Regions from separate parts of the Mus musculus genome. Here region 2 is linked to region 1. The links are chromatin contacts, called in public promoter capture Hi-C maps. All regions are on one chromosome and are shown on one strand. Each heading gives the region's core, a stretch centred on a gene start, on an enhancer-like site or on the middle of the called end of the contact. The rest is flanking DNA. Distances are from core to core; before and after follow the strand shown.

Region 1 (5,038 bases), core at 662-3,161:
AATCTATAAGTAAGTTGTCATATAGGTGCTGGGAATTGAACCCAGGTCCTCTGGAAGAGCAGCTGGAGATGCCATCAGGGCAGTCTATAGGGCATGGGGGATGCTGGGACAGGGCTCAGATAGGAAGGCCAAGAAAGGAGTCAGCGTAGAAATCAGGTGGATGCATATTTGAGAGTTGAGAAGCTGTAGTTTAAAGCCCTGTGGACCCTCCACTGAGGTGCAGAACAGCAGGCTTCGAGGAGGGCTCTAGAGTCAGGGCTAAGGGTGGAAATAGAGCAGCCAACAGCACAGGGGCATGGATGGTTCTTGGGACAGCAGCTGCCGCAGCAGTCCTATGATAGTACAAAGTGCATGATATGGTCCCAGCCCACAGCTGAGGGTGGGAGGGCTCAGCTGCCAAGCCTGAAGCCCAGAGCAACAGAGCCAGGCCCTGAGCCTCGTGGACTCTGAATCTTCTGTTCACCTGCAAGTGTCTGAGGCTCAAGACCCAGTAGACTCAGATGAACCACGAGGAGATGGGTGTGTGTTCTGAGATCCACAGAGTACCAGCTTCCTGGCGATGGCTACAAAGGATTTGTTGGGGATCCAGTTAAGGCAGGCACCAACATGGGAGCAAAATGGGGGTTTAGCTTAGAGTGCACATACATGTTCCTGCTACAACTGACATGCAGGGCAAACGTACCACACTGCATACAAACAGAACACAAGATTAAATATACTTCAAAGACACAAACACACACATCTCAACATACAACACACCAACATACACACACACTTCTCTATGCAACACACTCAGCAGACAGACACACACATACACCAAACACTACACTCAGCCCTACACACCCACACACCTCAATGCTTGCACCCTGCCAGTGTGATTGCCTGTAGACACTGCAGAGCCCAGCACCATATAAACCCCAGGATGACCTGAGGCTCAGTCCCACACTGCACTATGATAGCCCTCAGGACAGGCACCAGATCATCAGAACAAGCGTGGGGGGGCGGGGGGGGGGCTCATGGAGAAGCTGCCTCCACAGATGCTGCCCACACACAGCTGTATACATGCAGCACAGAGCACATGTGTATAGCCACCCAGCACACATGCACACACAATGTGCCTGTGCCTCCACACGTGCACTGCACCTTTGCACATGGAAGACGTCTACACCCACTTGAGCATACATCCAGGTATGCATACACACACACAGAAATACAAGCCAAAAATCATACCCAACACACAATGACTGCCCACACAGGCATTACAGACCTTACACATGTGTGCAACACATGTTCTGTGTGCATACATGACATTTAGCCCTGATGTGAATGCCCTGTGTGCTGTGCTCACAATATATGATGGACACACACACACATACACACACACACACACACACACACACATCCCACAGGCTGACTTTCCTCAACCTAGACATATACACCGTCCACCCTCATATTCCCGCACAGACACATACACCACATGCCTGCTCCTACAGACAAATCCACACAGCTGGAACATTCCTGGCTGGTGGAGCAGAGGAGCCGAGATCTGCAGGCTCTAGCAGCTGCTTCAACCCCAGTAGCTCTTTCTCTACCGTCAGCAAGACACTGTAAACCAGGGCTGAATCCAGAGACCTCACAGAGCTCTTCCAGATGTGGAAGCCAGAGCTGCAGAGGCCCACCCCTGATGCCTTACCTCCAGGGACTCTCATTTGCTACCACACCCATTTAGCCCCGATGTGAATGCCCTGTGTACTGTGCCCACAGTATAGGGCACACACACACACACACACCTCAGTGAGGACCACTGCATACAATGTCCCAGCAAGAACTGCCCCCCCATAGCCCCTAGACCCCCTGAGAAACTTCTAAGGTCAGAGAACTCACCTAGTGAAGACTCAATGCATTTTCCTCTTTCCAGGTTGGGCTAAGTGGGGGGGTGGGGAGGGGAGGGATAAGAGAAAGGAAGGAGGGGAGGGAGAAGGGGGGAGCAGAGAATGAGTAGAAGGAGGTGGAAGTAAGGAGGGAGGGAGGGAAAGAGAGAGGGAGAGAGGGAGAGAGACGGAGAGGGAGGGAGACAGAGAGGGAGGGGGGAGGAAGGGAGGGAGAGAGAGAGAGAGAGAGAGAGAGAAAGAGAGAGAGAGAGAGAGAGAGAGAGAGAGAGAGAGAGAGAGAGCCCAAGCTTCAATCATTCCGTGGAAGGCGGCTTTACCTTCTGCTGACTGCAGTATTACACATGTGCGCGTGTGCACCTCACACAGCCTCACCAACTTCTCCCAGCTCCTCGGCTCCCCTCTCACCCTCCCTCTGCAGAGCAGGGAGTCCCAGGGCCAATCTGTACCAACATCAGCAGCCTAGGTCTCTCCAGCAGGGGGGCGGGGAGGGGAAGCATGGACACTGTCCTCTTGGGCTTGGGTGGGTGAGTGCTCCGGTTCATCTGGCTGGCAGGGAGTCCTGCTACAGAGCAGAGCAACTCTCTACCTGACAGAAAGGAGGAGGACAATGAGCCCAGAGAGGAACCTGAGGAGTGGGGCCAAATCCCCAGTGGCCAGCTAAGAAGGCAGCTCCAAGCCGAGCCCCTATGGATGACCTAGCCCCAGGGTCCATGAGAGACCAGACTAGGAAGGGGCTAGACTGGGCAGAGGGACAAGGGGGACTCCATCCATGTGACTCTGAGGAAGCCATTATCCTGACTGGATGAAGACTTCAAGTTCAATCTTTTGGGGGGTGGAAGGGCGAGTGGGCACCCACACTGTAGTAAGTAACCCAGACATCTAACCCATGCTCTGCAGAGAGGACCAACAAACTCATTGGGCCTTCCCAGTAAACTTTGGTGGAATTGTGCCTCAGTTTGACCTTGGGACCCTTGGAGGCGATGTTTACCTCTCGTCCTGGGAAGGAATTTTGGCAGCACAAGTGCGTGCTTTGGAAGGGCGATGATGTCACCCATAATTTGGAGACATGACACAAATTGTTGCATGGGGAGGGGCCAGGTTGTTTACAGAGAAAATCTTGACCTGTTGGTTTATCTGTACAGGGTTTGTGGGAGAGCGACAAGGGAATGGAGATTACTGAGATATCCAAGTCAGGTGAATACGTGATGGGCACGTCTGTGGCATACCTGCCTGATGGGTGGGATTCGCATAGCAAGCAGAGATGCTTTGAGAACAGATATTACACGCCCTGGGGGGACGCATCAAGGATGGAGGTATCAGCAAACAGCTGATAGCACAGGCAGCCTGGAGGGAGACAGGGAGAAGAGGCTGGCCTTTCTATATCAGCCTGAGACTTAGCAGTAGGACCAGATGAGAGAGAGTACATGGAGATGTTGGCCTGTTGCTTTTTATGTCTGGGGGGGGGGGGTCAAAAGGGAATAGCACCTGTATTCGACCAGAACCTATGGGGAAGGAACTTAAAAGTGGCAAGATACTCCTCTGGTCCAGCCTGTAACATAACGGCAAAACCGATATCCTGACATGCAGACCAGGGCCTTAACAAAGTCAGTGTGGAAGACTAAGTGACCAGAACACTGGGTAACAGAGCTGGTGGGACTAGGGAACATTTAGAATGAGCAATGCAGGAATCCTTTGCCACCTGACTTGTGAGGCTTGGGACATGGGGTCAGATGGCATTAACCTGAAGAATGCTGCCGAAGCGGAGAAGAAGCTGGGCAAGGCGGCTGCCCATCCCTTCCTTGAGTCAAAGGCTTCACAGTACAGAGCAGCGCAGCAGAGTGAGGGGTCAGTCCCTGGTGGAATGGCGCAGAGGAGCTGCTAGGGATACCTGGCTATCTATCCATAGTCGAGGTCTCCCTGAATATCAGGGACTAGAAAACAGAACGGGAGGCCATAAGAGAATTGGGCAGGTGGGAAGTGGTGTTAGGAGCCCAGTTCACGAGCCCATCAAGACTTTATTTATGGGAGACCTAAGAGACGGATTCAGCAAGGACAGCGAGACCAGTATGAAGCGCTGCAGCTATGCTGAGCCTCATAATAGGTGGGGACCTAGTCTTAGAGTTTTACCGCTGTGAACAGACACCATGACCAAGGCAACTCATATAAGGACAACATTTAATTGGGGCTGGCTTACAGGTTCAGAGGTTCAGTCCATTATCATCAAGGTGGGAGCATGGCAGCATCCAGGCAGGCATGGTGCAGGAGGAGCTGAGAGTTCAACACTTTGTTCTGAAGGCAAACAGGAGATGGCATCATCAGGCAGCTAAGAGGAAGCTCTCAAAGCCCATCTGCTCATTGATACACTTCCTCCAACAAGGCCACGCCTACTCCAACAAGGCCACACCTCCAAATAGTTCCACTCCCTGGGCCAAGTATATTCAAACCGCCACAGACCTATATGAACCAGGAGAGGCTTTGGCCCACCTAAATGACTCAATATACACCCTGGTTTTCAAGGTGCTAAAGCAGGTAGGAGCAAGAAAGAGGAGAGAGCCAAGCAGAAGGGCCTCTCTTGTGTCTCCTGAACACAGGTATAGCTGGATTTGTGTCACACAGGAATCCCTAGGGATAAAATTCATGAGCAACCAAACTCTGGGTTGGTTGACTAACGTGTGGAGAGCTTTAAGGCAGGCCAGCTACAACTCACCAGAGGAGTAAAAGTGACCAGGGAAAAAAATGACCAGGAGATGCAGTAGGTTTGCTTGTCCCCCACACTGATAAAGAATGTCCCTTGGAGGGCTGGAGAGATGGCTCAGTGGTTAAGAGCACTGACTGCTCTTCCGAAGGTCCTGAGTTCAAATCCCAGCAACTACATGGTGGCTCACAACCATCTGTAATGGGATCTGATGCCCTCTTCTGCTGTGTCTGAAGACAGCTACAGTGTATTAGATATAATAATAAATAAATCTTTAGAACAGAGCAGGCAGGGCCAACTGAAGCAAGCAGAGGTCCTGAATTCAAATTCCCAGCAACCACATGATGGCTTACAACCATCAGTACAGCTACAGTGTACTCATATATACATAAAATAAATAAATAAATCTTTTTAAAAAATGTCCCTTGGATGGGAGTCTTCCCAGCCACTC
Region 2 (5,349 bases), core at 2,762-5,261, 800 kb after region 1:
TCCCATACAGCAGTTAGACGGGTGAGATGATTCAATGGGTAAAGAGGTTTGTCACCAAGCCTGATAAACTCCCCTGAGAACTACATGGTAGAAGGAGAAAACTGACTCTTGAAAGTTGTCACCTGACCTCAGTACATCACGTACTGTGTCACAATGTGTGCCCGGGTGCTGAGTGGAAGTGATAGAAACATTTATGGCAGTTTACTGGGATGACTTGGTCCTAGCCACTTTTTTCCTTTTTTTTTTTTTTTTTTGCCTATGATATTCTTTCTAATATGTATTAGGGGGAGAAAGTTATATAGATCACATCTGGAAATTCTTTCAGGCTAATTTCATTTGGTCTTCTCAACATGTCATTTAGTAAGGTAGCTGTAGGCTTCTGAGAATGAAGCGCACACACACACACACACACACACACACACACACACACACACAAATAAATAAATAAATAAATGTTCAGATAACCACCAAACCAGTGGCTTTCACCAATGCGCCTCATCCTGTAGCTCTGGTATCAAAGCGCTAATAGGGGTGGTATTGCAGAAGATGCTGTTTCCTCACGACCTTTCCAGCTTCTTGGGGCTACCATCTTACTTCCAAACCATCTCATCCAAGGGCGAAAGCTTCACCGCAGCACTGCCACGTCTCTCACCTGTCCCCACTCCTGTCATCATAACTCCTTTTATGTCTGAGCCTTACGCACCGTTCTCTAGGGACACTGTGATGACACTGGGCTCCTTGATCCATGATGATCTATCTAAAGGTCCTTAGTCTCATCATGACTGCAAAGTCCCCTCTGCCCCATGCGCTCGCATACCGTGAGGATTACATTATGAGCATGTTGGGGCTGCTGTTCAGGGGATGGCAGGCAGGGATAGACAGGAGGCTAGGACAGCCCTACATCTGCCAGGAAGGCATCAGATGCAGGAATGTGAGGGCAGGGCGGAGAGGAAGAGAGGATCCATTGTGGAAGAGCTGACCCGAGAACACCCGAGTCCTGCATGCCAGCTTCCTGCTTGGTTGTGTGTCCTTAGCCTACCGCCGCTCTTCCTGCAGAGTCCTGGAGGGCCCTGGTCTGAGATGGACACTCACTGTATGAATGGTCTGGAGCCTCCTTGGTGTGTTTGATGCTACAGTGACCCCATCAGGCAGAGGAGGGACATGAGGCAGAAAGAGGGCAAAGTGTGGTTTAGATCTGCAGAAGCCTTCCCAGGAAGGATGGCCAATGAACTGTGAGGACACTGGCCAGAGAAGTAAGAGGAGCATTTGACATGGACCTCTCACCCAGCTCCTGGTGGCTTCCCATGCATGTCTGCAGTCCCTGTTGTGAGCACCCTGAGGGGAAACCATGGCATCTAATAAGTACCACTTTCTGGTTTGTTTGTTTTTTTGAGCCAAGATACCTCTGTGTAGCTCTGACTACACTGTAACTAGTTCTGTAGACCAGGCTGGCCTTGAACTCATAGAGATCTGCCTGCCCCTGCCTCCAAACTTCTAGGACTAAAGGAGTGAGCCACCACATTCATCTCACTATCGCTTTCTAATGGAATGTTCCAGAACATTCAAGCCTTAGCGATGGTCTTTCCAGAAAGCCAATCTGGCCTATTCCTCACCTACACAAAGCAAACACTCTACCGGGCTGTGCCCCAACCCATTTCTCTACCTCAGACATCTGAAAAGGAGCTTTGGCCCTGGCCAGAGAGGAGGGTGCTCTGGGAGTTGTTCGGGTGTCTACTCCCCTCAAGCAACCACACTTTCTGGGGTCACCTTCAGAGATAGCAAATCCTAGAGAGCTCAATGGGAATGGAAGGTCAAGGGCCCCCCCTTAGCTTCTCTGGTTTCCAGTAGGGGGAAGGTTATATCACCTTTTTATTTTTAGGCCAGACAGAACCAGTCTAAGAAAAAGCAAACCAGAAAAGGTTCCTCAGAACAGGCGTGGCCCTTCCCGCCCAGCCCGCCTGGGCCCAGTTCAGGGACATGTGATAAGATTCAGCAAGGTATCTTTCCGCTACAGGCCAGAACCTGCCTGCTCTGCGAGGATGGGATCTCGTACTTATAGTGGGATGATCGGTCCCCACCCCCTGCCCACATACAGGGACAGTGACAGCCTGGATCCAGGATCCCATAGCTCTGCTGCCCTATCCTTTAAGATATACTGAGGCTGGAGGCGCAGTCTGACAGATCCCAGCCCACCCACTGCATTCTTTCTGGTGGGAAGCCCAGCCCACAGACCAGGCCCCTGGGTAGATATGTTAAGATGTGAATGGAGGGATCGGATCCAGGGAGTAGGAGGGGGGTGGGGCAGGGCTGGAACTTGGGACAACTATGCAGGGTGGAGGGGAAGGGGGTCTGGTGTGAGGGGAAGACTGTCAGGAATGTGGAGTATAGGAGGGTTGCTTGGCCCTATCTGCTGAATTGCTGACTTACCTAAGTCACTACAGTCCAGGTGGCCCTGGTGGCCAAGTCACATGAAGCAGATCTTGCTCTCAGTGGCATTGTGTCCTAGCTGGGCTATGTCCAGGAGACAAAAGCAAACTATGCCCTATGTGCCTATCCTGACGGATTCAGGATGGGGAGGATGGTTATGCAGGGTCTGCAGAGCTATGCTGCTACCCTGAGCACACTGGAGGAGAGTAGACCAGGCAGTCTTATGGGATTAGGGAGTTCCTGTGCCCCACATAAACATACTTCACTGGGGTGATGTACACCATTCACCCCAGCATGATTCAGGACAAGGAAAAGCTTTGTCCCCCAAGGACCACCCGCCTAAGAATAAAGCCAGATTCTCAGCACACACCCCATTTCACCCCCCCCCCCCCAGCATTCCTCCCATGGCCTCAGAAACACGTTCAAGCAAGTGCAGAGAGATTACAAGAAGTCTGTGTGAACCTGACCAAGGTACAGGGGGAGAGGGGGGCTGCTTGTACCCAGGATACCCTGTGCTTCTGAGGCTATTAGAAAGAGGAACAACCAGCCAAGGAGGCTAGTGAGGGGCTTCATACAGCTGGTACTGACTCAAGCCAGAAAGGCAGCCCTACAGCTTATACCAGTCACAGGTGACAGAGAGGGCCCGGGTGTCTACAGTGCCGAGAAGGGGACTGAGGCACTATGGGTGGCAGGAAGCCCTGGTGTTGGATTGTCCAGGCTCCTTGTCCCAGTCTGTCTCTCACCTGACTTGGGAAATGTTACCAAGAGGATGTCTGTGTCCTGGAACTGGAAGGAGCAAGCCGCTTTCAGGGACTCTGGGGTGTGTATGAATCCTGGGAAGCGGACGCCATCGAAGATTTCAGTGGTGTTCATGCGCTCAGTCATGCTGGTGCTGTGCGGAACAGGGCTGGAGGTGAGGAAGTCTGTTACCGAGGGCCCAAGCTCTTTCCAGTAGATACAGGCCAGTCTGCCATTCCATCATGAAAGTGTTGAGATAGGTCCACACCCAGTGGCTACTGTTATTGCTCTCAGGCATCATTGCAGGACCATCTTAGAACCTTGGACAGACTTGTCTGTCGTCTGGCCCAAGAAAGGTCCCAACCCCATCAGAGGATATAGACCTCTGTGCTATGGCCTTGGAATGACAGTGGCATCTGTCTGGCCTTGAGAGTGTGGCTGGTTGCTTGCAGAATTCTGCCCTAGCCACCAGCTCTTGGCCATCTGTATGCAGGGCTACACCTCGAAAGTGTGTGGTTGTGATGGATCATGAACATCCTTGCGGACTTGAGAGCTGCTTGTCTCGGCCCCAAAGCATAGTGGGATCGGTATCTAAAGGCCCCATCTAGAGAGCAAGCAGCTCCCACCCACAGCCCCCCTCCAGTCTTGCTCTACAGCTGCCCAGACTGGGCTGACAGGAATGTTTCTACTGAATCCTGGAGCAGCCTCCGACAGAAGCCCCACCTCCCCTGTTTCCTCGGGATCCCCTACTTACCACAAAGTCCTTCTTCCAGTGGTACCTGGCTGTGCGCACGCAGCCCAGACCTAGGAAATGTGGCTCAGGCTCTACTTGGGCACCTCCAAAGAGGCTCCACCCTAGCGTTGCAGGGCCCTGGGGCAGAAGACTGCAGGGTGCCCCGCCCCCAACCAGACCCATTTGGGGGAGGGGCTGGGAAGAGCGCCCCCATAGGCAAGCAATAAGCGGATAATCTTCGGGACAAAACCTATTTTTCAAGCAGACTAAGGTGCTCAAAAAATAAGTTTAACAGTGTCTGGGAATGACACAATTTTCCTGTTTCAACAATGCTCCCCTGTGGAGCACTGGCCAGGAAGGGCCAGGAAGGGGCCAGGAAGGGGCCAGGAAGAGGCAGTGCACCGTCCCTTTCTTGTATTCTGACAACAGAAGGCAGCTTTCTCTACCACCCTAGGACCCACCATGCAGTTTATATAATTTTGACATTTGTGGTAAGATACAGTACAAAGCAACCAGCTCTGACAGAGTACATCCGTGAAGACTTTTCCATCTCCCGCCACCTCCAGCTGCCAACCACCAGATTCCCTTGTCTCATGTTCTCATTAGGCAGCTGCCAGCCAGCATGAAAATGTCTCTCTGCCTACAGGGCCACTTACAACCAGAGTCCAGGGGATTTGTATACAACACAACAAAACTTCTTCCATTTGCTTAGGAGATTTGTGTTCTTCTGTTTGGTTGGTTTGGGCTTCTGGTTTGTTTTTGATCCATTCTGCTGCAGGGGAGTACCCAAGGGTCCTCATCCTCTTTGTCTTATAGGTAGGAAACGGTGTGTGTATCAACACACACCCACAGAGCACACACTGACCCGGTGTCTGTTTGTCCTTGGCTGTCCTTTAAAGTGTAACTCTGGTCCTGATTCCTCTTCTCAGACCTTGCCCGGGAGAAATCAGCACACGCAACCCACAGAGACTACAGCCAAGTTCTCCAAAGGCTCAGCTAAATTGATTTCACTAATTCACACACCATGTGACTACCACAGTCACGACTGGGACATATAAAACAGTTCAGGCCTCCTTCTTACCATAAACCCGTGTCCTCCCCCGATAAGTTACTCAAGCCTGTCATCACCTCTTGTTTCCCTTGTTGTTGAAGGCCACACGATGCACAGCCTTGTGTCTGGGTTTGTTCCCTGCTCCTTGTGTTGCTTACGACATTCATCCATGTCATTGTGTGTATGGACAGTTCTTCCACGCGGCTGTGTTGTGTTGAATAGGTAAGTGTTCACCTGCTCACCGTATGTTTACGGACATCAGGGCTGTTTCTAGTTGTGATAGATTTCTTTTTTGTTTGTTTGTTTTTTTGTTTTTTGAAGACAGGGTTTCTCTGTATAGTCCTACAGGCTGTCCTGGAACTCACTTTGTAGACCAGGCTGTCCTCGAACTCAGAAATCC

The links. Capture Hi-C pulls out chosen DNA fragments and counts their contacts.
Region 2: a promoter capture Hi-C map of pancreatic islet shows a contact between it and region 1. The contact joins the promoter of Sult5a1 here to the promoter of Trhr2 in region 1. A contact is called at or near these places in 3 of 39 promoter capture datasets (liver, pre-B cells and stem cell-derived epiblast-like cells) and 1 of 9 other capture datasets (pancreatic islet).

Annotation. Positions count from the first base shown.
Region 1 is chr8:122,360,917-122,365,954 of GRCm38.p6, forward strand. Trhr2 (thyrotropin releasing hormone receptor 2) reads right to left here and starts at 1,912. Exons shown (of 4, transcript NM_133202.3): 1 at 1,885-1,912; 2 at 1-563.
Region 2 is chr8:123,154,269-123,159,617 of GRCm38.p6, forward strand. Sult5a1 (sulfotransferase family 5A, member 1) reads right to left here and starts at 4,012. Exons shown (of 7, transcript NM_020564.3): 1 at 3,920-4,012; 2 at 3,171-3,319. The coding sequence starts at 3,312.